Linked DNA regions of Gossypium hirsutum: all the other regions are linked to region 2. A link is a contact called in public Hi-C data. All regions are on one chromosome and are shown on one strand. Each heading gives the region's core, a stretch centred on a gene start, on an enhancer-like site or on the middle of the called end of the contact. The rest is flanking DNA. Distances are from core to core; before and after follow the strand shown.

Evidence for each region. Hi-C and Micro-C count contacts between places; a contact is called where the count stands out from the background.
Region 1: a contact with region 2 is called in a Hi-C map of leaf, with 1.9 times the contacts expected there. The contact joins the enhancer-like site here to the promoter of LOC107894156 in region 2. A contact is called at or near these places in 7 of 34 Hi-C or Micro-C datasets (hypocotyl, leaf and petal).
Region 3: a contact with region 2 is called in a Hi-C map of hypocotyl, with 2.3 times the contacts expected there. The contact joins the promoter of LOC107894090 here to the promoter of LOC107894156 in region 2. A contact is called at or near these places in 4 of 34 Hi-C or Micro-C datasets (hypocotyl, leaf and seedling).

What each region holds. Positions count from the first base shown.
Region 1 is chrA13:12,573,763-12,576,462 of Gossypium_hirsutum_v2.1, forward strand. No RefSeq gene overlaps it. Among protein-coding and RNA genes, the nearest start is that of LOC107894090, 26 kb to the right of the region's middle. Within about 2 kb of position 1,314, at least 3 of the 9 cell types and tissues checked have an H3K27ac peak or open chromatin away from gene starts, as enhancers often do. A contact at or near this core is called in hypocotyl and leaf, where this site is marked.
Region 2 is chrA13:12,384,782-12,387,481 of Gossypium_hirsutum_v2.1, forward strand. LOC107894156 (universal stress protein PHOS34) reads left to right here and starts at 1,255. Exons shown (of 3, transcript XM_016819377.2): 1 at 1,255-2,097. The coding sequence starts at 1,371.
Region 3 is chrA13:12,600,170-12,602,869 of Gossypium_hirsutum_v2.1, forward strand. It overlaps LOC107894090 (scarecrow-like protein 32), which reads right to left and starts at 1,381. Exons shown (of 1, transcript XM_016819296.2): 1 at 1-1,381. The coding sequence starts at 1,128.

The sequences.
Region 1 (2,700 bases), core at 64-2,563, 190 kb after region 2:
AACTTATTCTATTTCTGTGGTTTAAGTTGATATAGGCTATGGTTGGGTTAATTTACACACTGAGTTTCCCCAAACTCACCCCTTTTATTTTCATCTACGCAGGTAATCCCCAACCATAGTGGGCTTTGAGCTGTGAGGGAATTCGGAGTGGCCACCTGTTCTGAAAGTTTAATTTTTTTCTGGTGAACTGGACATCCTTTTATTTACGTTTGAAGTTTTGGGTTTTTAAATGTAATAATGCCACTTATTTATTTTTGATGGTTTTTAATATGTATTACTAAGATAGATAATACTTATTTTAACTGTTGAAATTGGATAGCTTTAAGGCGAGTTTTCAAAAACAACAGTTGATTTCAAAATAACACGACAACAAGCAAAGCTTCCGCAATGAAAGTATTTTCCAAAATTAATCACTTTTCCTAAAAATGACTTAATCAAATCGGTTTCCTAGAAATATCCATGACGTTAAGGTGTGGCAATGACGGTATGCATGTCTAGGATTGGATTCGAAGGGAGCTTGGTACTTAAGCAGTCCGATGGACTCACCACCTCTTTTCCGGTTTCCTACCTGGTGCACAGCTTCCATTCACTTTAACCTTTAATGAATTAATCTTTTGAACATCAAGTACGATTTTCTGGACTTAGAATGGAAAGTTTTTTTTTTACGTTTTTGATGTGGCATGCCGGATCTGGCCATAACTTCTGGGCCGGGTTTGGGGTGCTACAATTATAATAATTAATTTCGTTGACATTATTTTTAGTCAATTTCACTGCTCATCTAAATGGATCCTAAAGTTAATATTTTGATGTTCACTTTTTTCTAAGTAATGTTGAAGCTTTTGACATAGGCTCAAAATCTGTCATCCCCCTTCCCCACCCCTAATGTTATGTAAAAAAGTGTTCACATTTTTCAAAACATGGTATATTTTTTAATATAATTTATAATACTAAATTAATATATTTTTCTAAAAAAAGCTACAAATTTATCAATGTAAATATATATATTCAGAATTAAATATTAAAATTTATTAATTAGATTTAATAGTTTATTTTTCAAAATAATTATAAAAAATGGTAGCAACCAAATATGATAGGGATGGAAAAATAACAAAATTTGAACCTGAAATGAAACATATGATGAGCAGAAGATTGCTTTGAAGATGGGGGACTCCCCCCCTAACATTTTAGCCTTCATAGTGACCCTAGCATACTCAAATAGCTTGTTTTTATATTTAAACCATAGAACCATAAATCTAATCTAAAATAAGATAAGCAGCTGACCTTAGATAAGTGGGTCAACATGATGAAAGTGTTTGGCACACGTGAAGGTGCGAGGTTAGGTGGGTATAATACTAGTAAGTGTAGGGGTGAGTATTTGATCGAGTCGGATCGAGTCGAGTCGAAATTAGTAAAAATTTTTAAGTTAGTCGAGTTAACAAATCCTATTTTAGTAACTAAACTCAATTTAAATTTTTTTCAAATTGAATTGAATCAAGTCACAAATTTTCGAGTCAAATCGAGTCGAGTTAACGAATCGTATTATTTATATTTAATGTTGCGTTTAGGTGGACTGATTAATTAACTAGTATACGAAATATAAGATTATTTAACAACATAAATAATATAATGATTTTGACTTTTAACTTAATGGATAAAAAATTATTAAAACGACATAGTTTTACCTTTTAACTTAATTATTTTGAATTTTAACTTTTAAAAAAGTAAACATTTATCAAAACGACGTAGTTTTGTCTTTTCTTATTCAAATTTTCAGATAATTCGAATTGTGTAATTCATATTCGAGTTAAACCGAAAAACTTAATTTTTTTATTCGAGTTGATCCGAATAACTTAATTAACTCAAATAACTCAAATTATTTAATTCAAAATTTAAAATTTTTATCTAATTTTTATAATCGAATCAGATTTTGTTCACCAGAAGTGTAGGTAGAGAATGCCAACACAACACGTGATTCTTCTGCACTTTCCATGTTAGTGGAATTCGGGCCTCACTCTTATCCATTTCCATTTTCTCTTAAAACCATAATGGCTATGTCCCTCACTATTATCAGTTTCTTCTGTGTAAATTGATTATTGGACTTCAAATTTCCAGGCTGGTTTTTAAAATCCTAATGGGCCACCCCACCTTCACTTAATTGCTATTGGGTCAATCTGAAGTTACACTGAAATACAGTCCAAGTATATTTTTTTTGTCATTCTCGAAATTTTATCATACATGTATGCTTGTAAAAACCATATATTTAAAATATAAAGGTGTGCTTAATAATAACATACAATATGGTTTGAAATTGATTAATAATAACACATGAAATATGCACAATATTAAAATAAAATAAAAAGATTAAATTGTGAGTAAATTGAAAATTAAACATATAAATATATCAGATTAATAATACTAAAAATGACTAAAATTGTTTACCATGACGTTGTAATCAATTCTGAGTTAGTGTTGAGTTAATTTGTGACACCAACTCAATCAACAACCTTATTAATATATATATACACAATTAATTGAGGTAATAAAGTGTGCATAATAAAAGTAAAATGTATACAAAAATATTAATATAATGTTTTGGTTGAATGATAAATTTAAGGTTTTATCAATACAATTAGCATAGGTTCAAATTTCACTATATGCATATCTTTATTGTTTTTTAAAATAAAAGAACCCTCGGTTAAT
Region 2 (2,700 bases), core at 5-2,504:
TAAACAGCTATTTCTAGGTTATGAATTTATGATTGAAAACCCTCCATCTGGCATGTCATGTCCCCTTCTTCAAACTTCAATTTCATTATTATTACAGTTTTTGTCTCTTTCTGGTGCCTTTCTCTTCACCTCATTTTCTCTCCACAACTACTATATAACATTGGGTTTCCATCATGATATCAAAACCTCGTATTTTTTAGTATCTAATTAAAACTTTTAAAGCCTTAATTAAGACGTTTTAAAATTTTTGAGACTTCTTTAAATATTTTGAGATAATTAATTTTTTTTTAATTTTGAAAGGTTTAATTTAATTTTTTTTAAACCCCTTGTGGAGGAAGCAATTGAATTCCTTTTTAAAAAAATATAAAAGAACTTAATTATTTTTTTAATTTTAAATAATTAAAATTTGCCAAAATTTTAGAGGGCGAGCCTCCTCCAGCTTCAACCACATTCCATACCCTCCATAATTTAATGCTAAAAAAAAAGCACATAATTATCTATACTCAAATAAAATGTTAAATCAATTGAAGTGTAATTTAGTTGGTAAGGATTTAAAATTTAAATTTTTTCACAAAAAATTTAAATTTAAAATACTATAATTTTACATAATAGTTTGTACTCACGGATGTGCCAAAATCTAACAAACAGTTGACAAGTATTTGAAAATTACTTAAATCAGAAGAAAGTTATTATGGATAAGATATTTTACTAAGGGCTTCGCCGTTTGGCCCAGTCCAAAAAGTCAAACAAACTCCAAATACATGGAAAATGGGTTAATTCCAGCAAAAATACTCTAAATATTAAATTGCTCTTTATTTTTTAAAATTTTCTAATTTAAGTCCTTAAAGTCTCCGTATTGATTATTGATTAACCAAATCATATAATTAGTGCCAGTTCAGATATAACATATAGATCAAAATGTAAAAAGGAAAAAAAAAATCTTCATAAATTTTATTATAACTTTATGACTTTTATAACACGTTAAATTCAAATTATTCATATGATAGGTATACATGTATTTATGATTTTCATTTGTGTTCTAAATATGATTTAAATTTTATCCAAATTGACATTTAATGCTTAAATTAATAATAGGTTGATGGAAGAACTTGCTTTTTCTTTTTATAGTATTGATACTTAATTAAATGTTTTGAAGTCTAAAGACTGATTTAAAATTTAAACAATAGTTTGAGGATGTTTGGAGAAATTAACCCTCAGAAAAACTATTTAAATGAGTAAAGTAAAAGGTTGGCGTATCAATATCGTGTTGCTTAGTGGCGCAGTTTAGAAGTTGGTAACGCATCAGCTGTTTCATACAGCTCTCATCGCAATTTTTTCTGTTTTCCCGCAAAACGACTACTTTCCTTGCAATGAATCCACAACACCATTCTCAATCGGAGCCGGACCTTCCGGTTCCACCCCTCGCTTCTCTCCGGATCCAACCCACGTCGCCACGTGTCCCGTTGACCGTTACTCCTACCACTGGTGCCCAACGTCGCATCGCCATCGCCGTCGACTTGAGCGATGAGAGCGCTTACGCCGTCCGATGGTCTGTTCAGAACTACCTTCGTCCCGGAGACGACGTGATACTCCTCCATGTCCGTCCGACGTCCGTCCTTTACGGAGCCGACTGGGGTTCCGTCCAAGTCCAAACCATCCCTAACTCCACAACTAATCACGAAAATGCCACCGCCGACGAAGAGTCGCAGCAGAAGCTCGAGAACGAGTTCGACCTTTTCACGACGACGAAAGCGAACACGCTGGCGCAGCCGTTAGTGGATGCTCAGATTCCGTTTAAGATTCACATAGTGAAAGACCATGACCTGAAAGAGAGATTGTGTTTGGAAGTGGAGAGGTTAGGGCTGAGTGCGGTGATCATGGGCAGCAGAGGGTTTGGAGCCGCTAGGAGGACCAGCAAAGGGAGGCTTGGAAGTGTTAGTGATTATTGCGTCCACCACTGTATTTGTCCGGTGGTGGTGGTGCGGTACCCCGATGAGGAGGAGACCGGAAAAAAGAAGATTGCCGGAGAAGATGCGGAGCTGCAGCCGGTACCGGAAGAGGAACTTGAGTATTATGATGCGGAGGAGGAGCACAGAGGTTTAAGTTGATTTTATATTTAATTTTATGGTGATCAACAGCTTTAATTGGGTCTTATAATTTATAAAGCTTTCTACAGTAATTTCTGGACTTTATTTTTATTTTTTTGCTTTATGTACATGATGAAGTTCTTGTTAGGGCTCTAATTGAGCTAAGCCAAGGTTGAGAAGCTCGAGTCGAAACTCACTGCTCGAAGGTCGATTTGATCTCGAAATAAAATTGAACTAGGTGATTAAACTCAAGATCGGCCATAGTAAAATTCAACTACTTCAGCTTGGCTTAATTAAGTTTGTTTATACCATTTATGCTCTAACTCAAGCTCCATCCATAAATTAAAAGCTTTATTACGCTTGTGAATTGCTTGAATTAAGTATAAAGATACTCAAACTAGGTTCGCTTGATACCTCAAGCTGCTTGAGACTGACCCAATCAAGTTTGAACTTTTCTCAAGTCGAACTTGAATAGCTTGGGAGCAGACGAGTTTGATTTACGCCCCTAGTTCTTGTTAAAAGTTAAAGAACAGTAGTCCAATTGGAGGAATGAAAACAGTTTTGAGACGTGGTAAGTTGCAGGAGAAATGAGGTTTTTGCTTAGTTTCTTGGA
Region 3 (2,700 bases), core at 131-2,630, 220 kb after region 2:
CATCCTCTGCGACAATTTCACACCGGATTCTAGCCTCTCCGTCCTTTGAAACCCTTCGAAACCCACGATGTTCTCAATCTTGTGACCGATATCGGATTCGTATTCTAGCCTTTGGCGACTATCTTTGGGCAAGAAAGTCTCCAATGCATCAAAGGGTATCCAAAGGTAATTGAAGCATGTTGTGATCCTCGAACTAAGGCTCGATGCGCTTAAATCACAATCCTCATCGACCACAACTATAATACGAGGATTAAGGCCTTTAATCACGTCGAGGAAAGCATCTCGCACGGTGGTGGTATTCCCTTTTGATTCGTCAGATAAATACCGTAGCCAATTTTGACAGTTTATCACCAAAGCCTCATCATACCTAAGGTCTAGCTGGGAACGAGTCAACTGAGTCAACAGTGATTCAAACTGAGTAGAAAACGTTTCATTGGACAAACAAGGGTCATCATCTTTGACATGGAATTCAAAAGGCACGTCCCTAAACTTAGCGAAATTGGCCAAACGGTGACCCACTTCCTCTTTCGACACGTTGAGTAAAGGGGGAACTTGTGGCCTGCAAGAGGGCACCGTGATACGGAGCGACGGTGGGCCTTCAGGCCTCTTAGCCAAGGCGTCGATTAGGGTCGGCCACTGCATACATTGAGTGATGCTAAAATCCAATATGTGAACTTTTCCGTACCCTTCAACCGCCTTAAAAATGGCACCGTTGGATGCACAAAACCCAAAACGGTGCCAAGGGATTAAATCAACGTACCCGACTAGCTCGGTAACAGTCATTAGCCTCCTCTGGAACATGCTCCCGCCGTTGAAATTCATGCTCGTGGGACAGACCCTAGACGCTCTAGAGATGAGGGCTCTTAAGAACCAAGCGGTGAGCCTCTGGTTGGTGTCGCCGACGGTGGAAGCGACGTTGTTGAGCACCCACATGACTTGCTGAGCCAAAGTCACGTCGTTGTTCTCGAGGGCACTGGCGCAGTGAAGTAGAAGCTTCTCTATGCATGCTCCATCGAGGCTACCAAGGCACCCTTTGAGTGCTCCGGTTATGGGATCCAGTGGGATGTTGAAAAGACTAGGGTTTTGAAGGGAAATTGATCCACCGTTTCCTCTTACCTCAGTTTTCATGGGTTTTATTTTTTTATGAAAAAAAAAGTAACCAACTAAATAAGCTAAAAAAGGGTGTTAATTAATTAGGGTTTTGTGGAACATGAACCAACATGCATGGAAGAAATCGTTCTGCGTTTGTTTGACACTTGTATGGCTGGTGTTGGAAATTGAAGAGCTGGGGTTTTATCTGGTTTCAGATATGGGGTGTTCAACTTGGGAAAAAAGGAAATCTACACTAAATTCCCTTTGTGTTTTCAATGCGTTAAGATTAACTTGCAAACCCTATATATATAGCTAGGGAAGGACCATATTGAATGATTATTCATGAGACATACATGCAGCCAAAATACCAAAATATATGTTAACTCGTATGCTAAGAAATTCTATTATCTCTTAAATAATGTTTTAGGTAAAATAACATTAAAAGAGATTTATTTTTAATTTAAGGTTTGGATAAAATTCAATATTAAATTTAATCAGAATTTAATATTATTATCGTAAAACATTATTATTAAAATCTTGGGTTTACTTACACAATGGATTAATTCAAATGTTTGTTATAATACCACAATTACAACATTAAGTTGCCATCCTTTTCTAAAAATCCAATTAAAATAATGAATATTGGCGTTGACAAAGCTTTCATAAGCAAATTTGTGCAATTGCTAATTATTCCTCTCCTCTTTCAGTCTTCACTTTCCCTTGTCTACTAACCAAAGTGGCTGTATATATAAAAGAGGGTAAAGAATAGGTTAAGGAAGCTGTCTTAGCCGGCCATTCTTTTTGTCGAATTTGTACTCATTGAAATGCCATTATTAAGACCAACCCAAGAATTATTATTTTTGGTTAAATTGGAATCAAAATTTTCTTCTTCTTTTTTCATAGAGTTTAGCGATTGATGGCTACCTTTCATTCCCATCGTTCAACAAAACAGGATGTGTAAATGTGATGAAAATTTGATTGCTAGTGTGCTGCCTCGTGATGCCATAAGTAAAGACAAATTAGACCAGTTCCCCACATCCCACAGGGACAAACTTAACTTATGACTATTTCCCTACAATTACAATGTCACTCATCATCCAGTTCCTACTTATGCTTTTCCAATTTGGAGGAATTGGTTTGAGCGAGTTTGAATTTTCAAATATAGTTGTTTTGAGTTTAGATTATCTGAATTTATCAGTCGAATTTTTTAGGTCATGTCATTTTAGGTTTAGGTTGTTCTAAGTAGGGATGAAATTAAGAATTATGTTTTGGAGTTGAGATAAAATTTTTTAAAAAATTAAAAGCTGCCAAAGATGAAAAAAAATAGTGTAAAATGATTTAATTGAATAATTAATTGTTTTTGGAGGTGCAAAAAATGTAAATATCTCTTTTGACCACAACTAAAAAAGGATTAAATTGAAAAGCTTATACTTAAGAAGATTAAAAAGTAAAATTATATCACTAAGTGTTGTGTATAGTGGTATGGTACATTATACTCTCAATTAAGAACAACCGATTCAAATTCTGAATATAACATTATTAGAAAAAATAATCTTAAATCCCGATAATATTAATTTTAACGGACTGTAAAATAAATATGAAAGATAC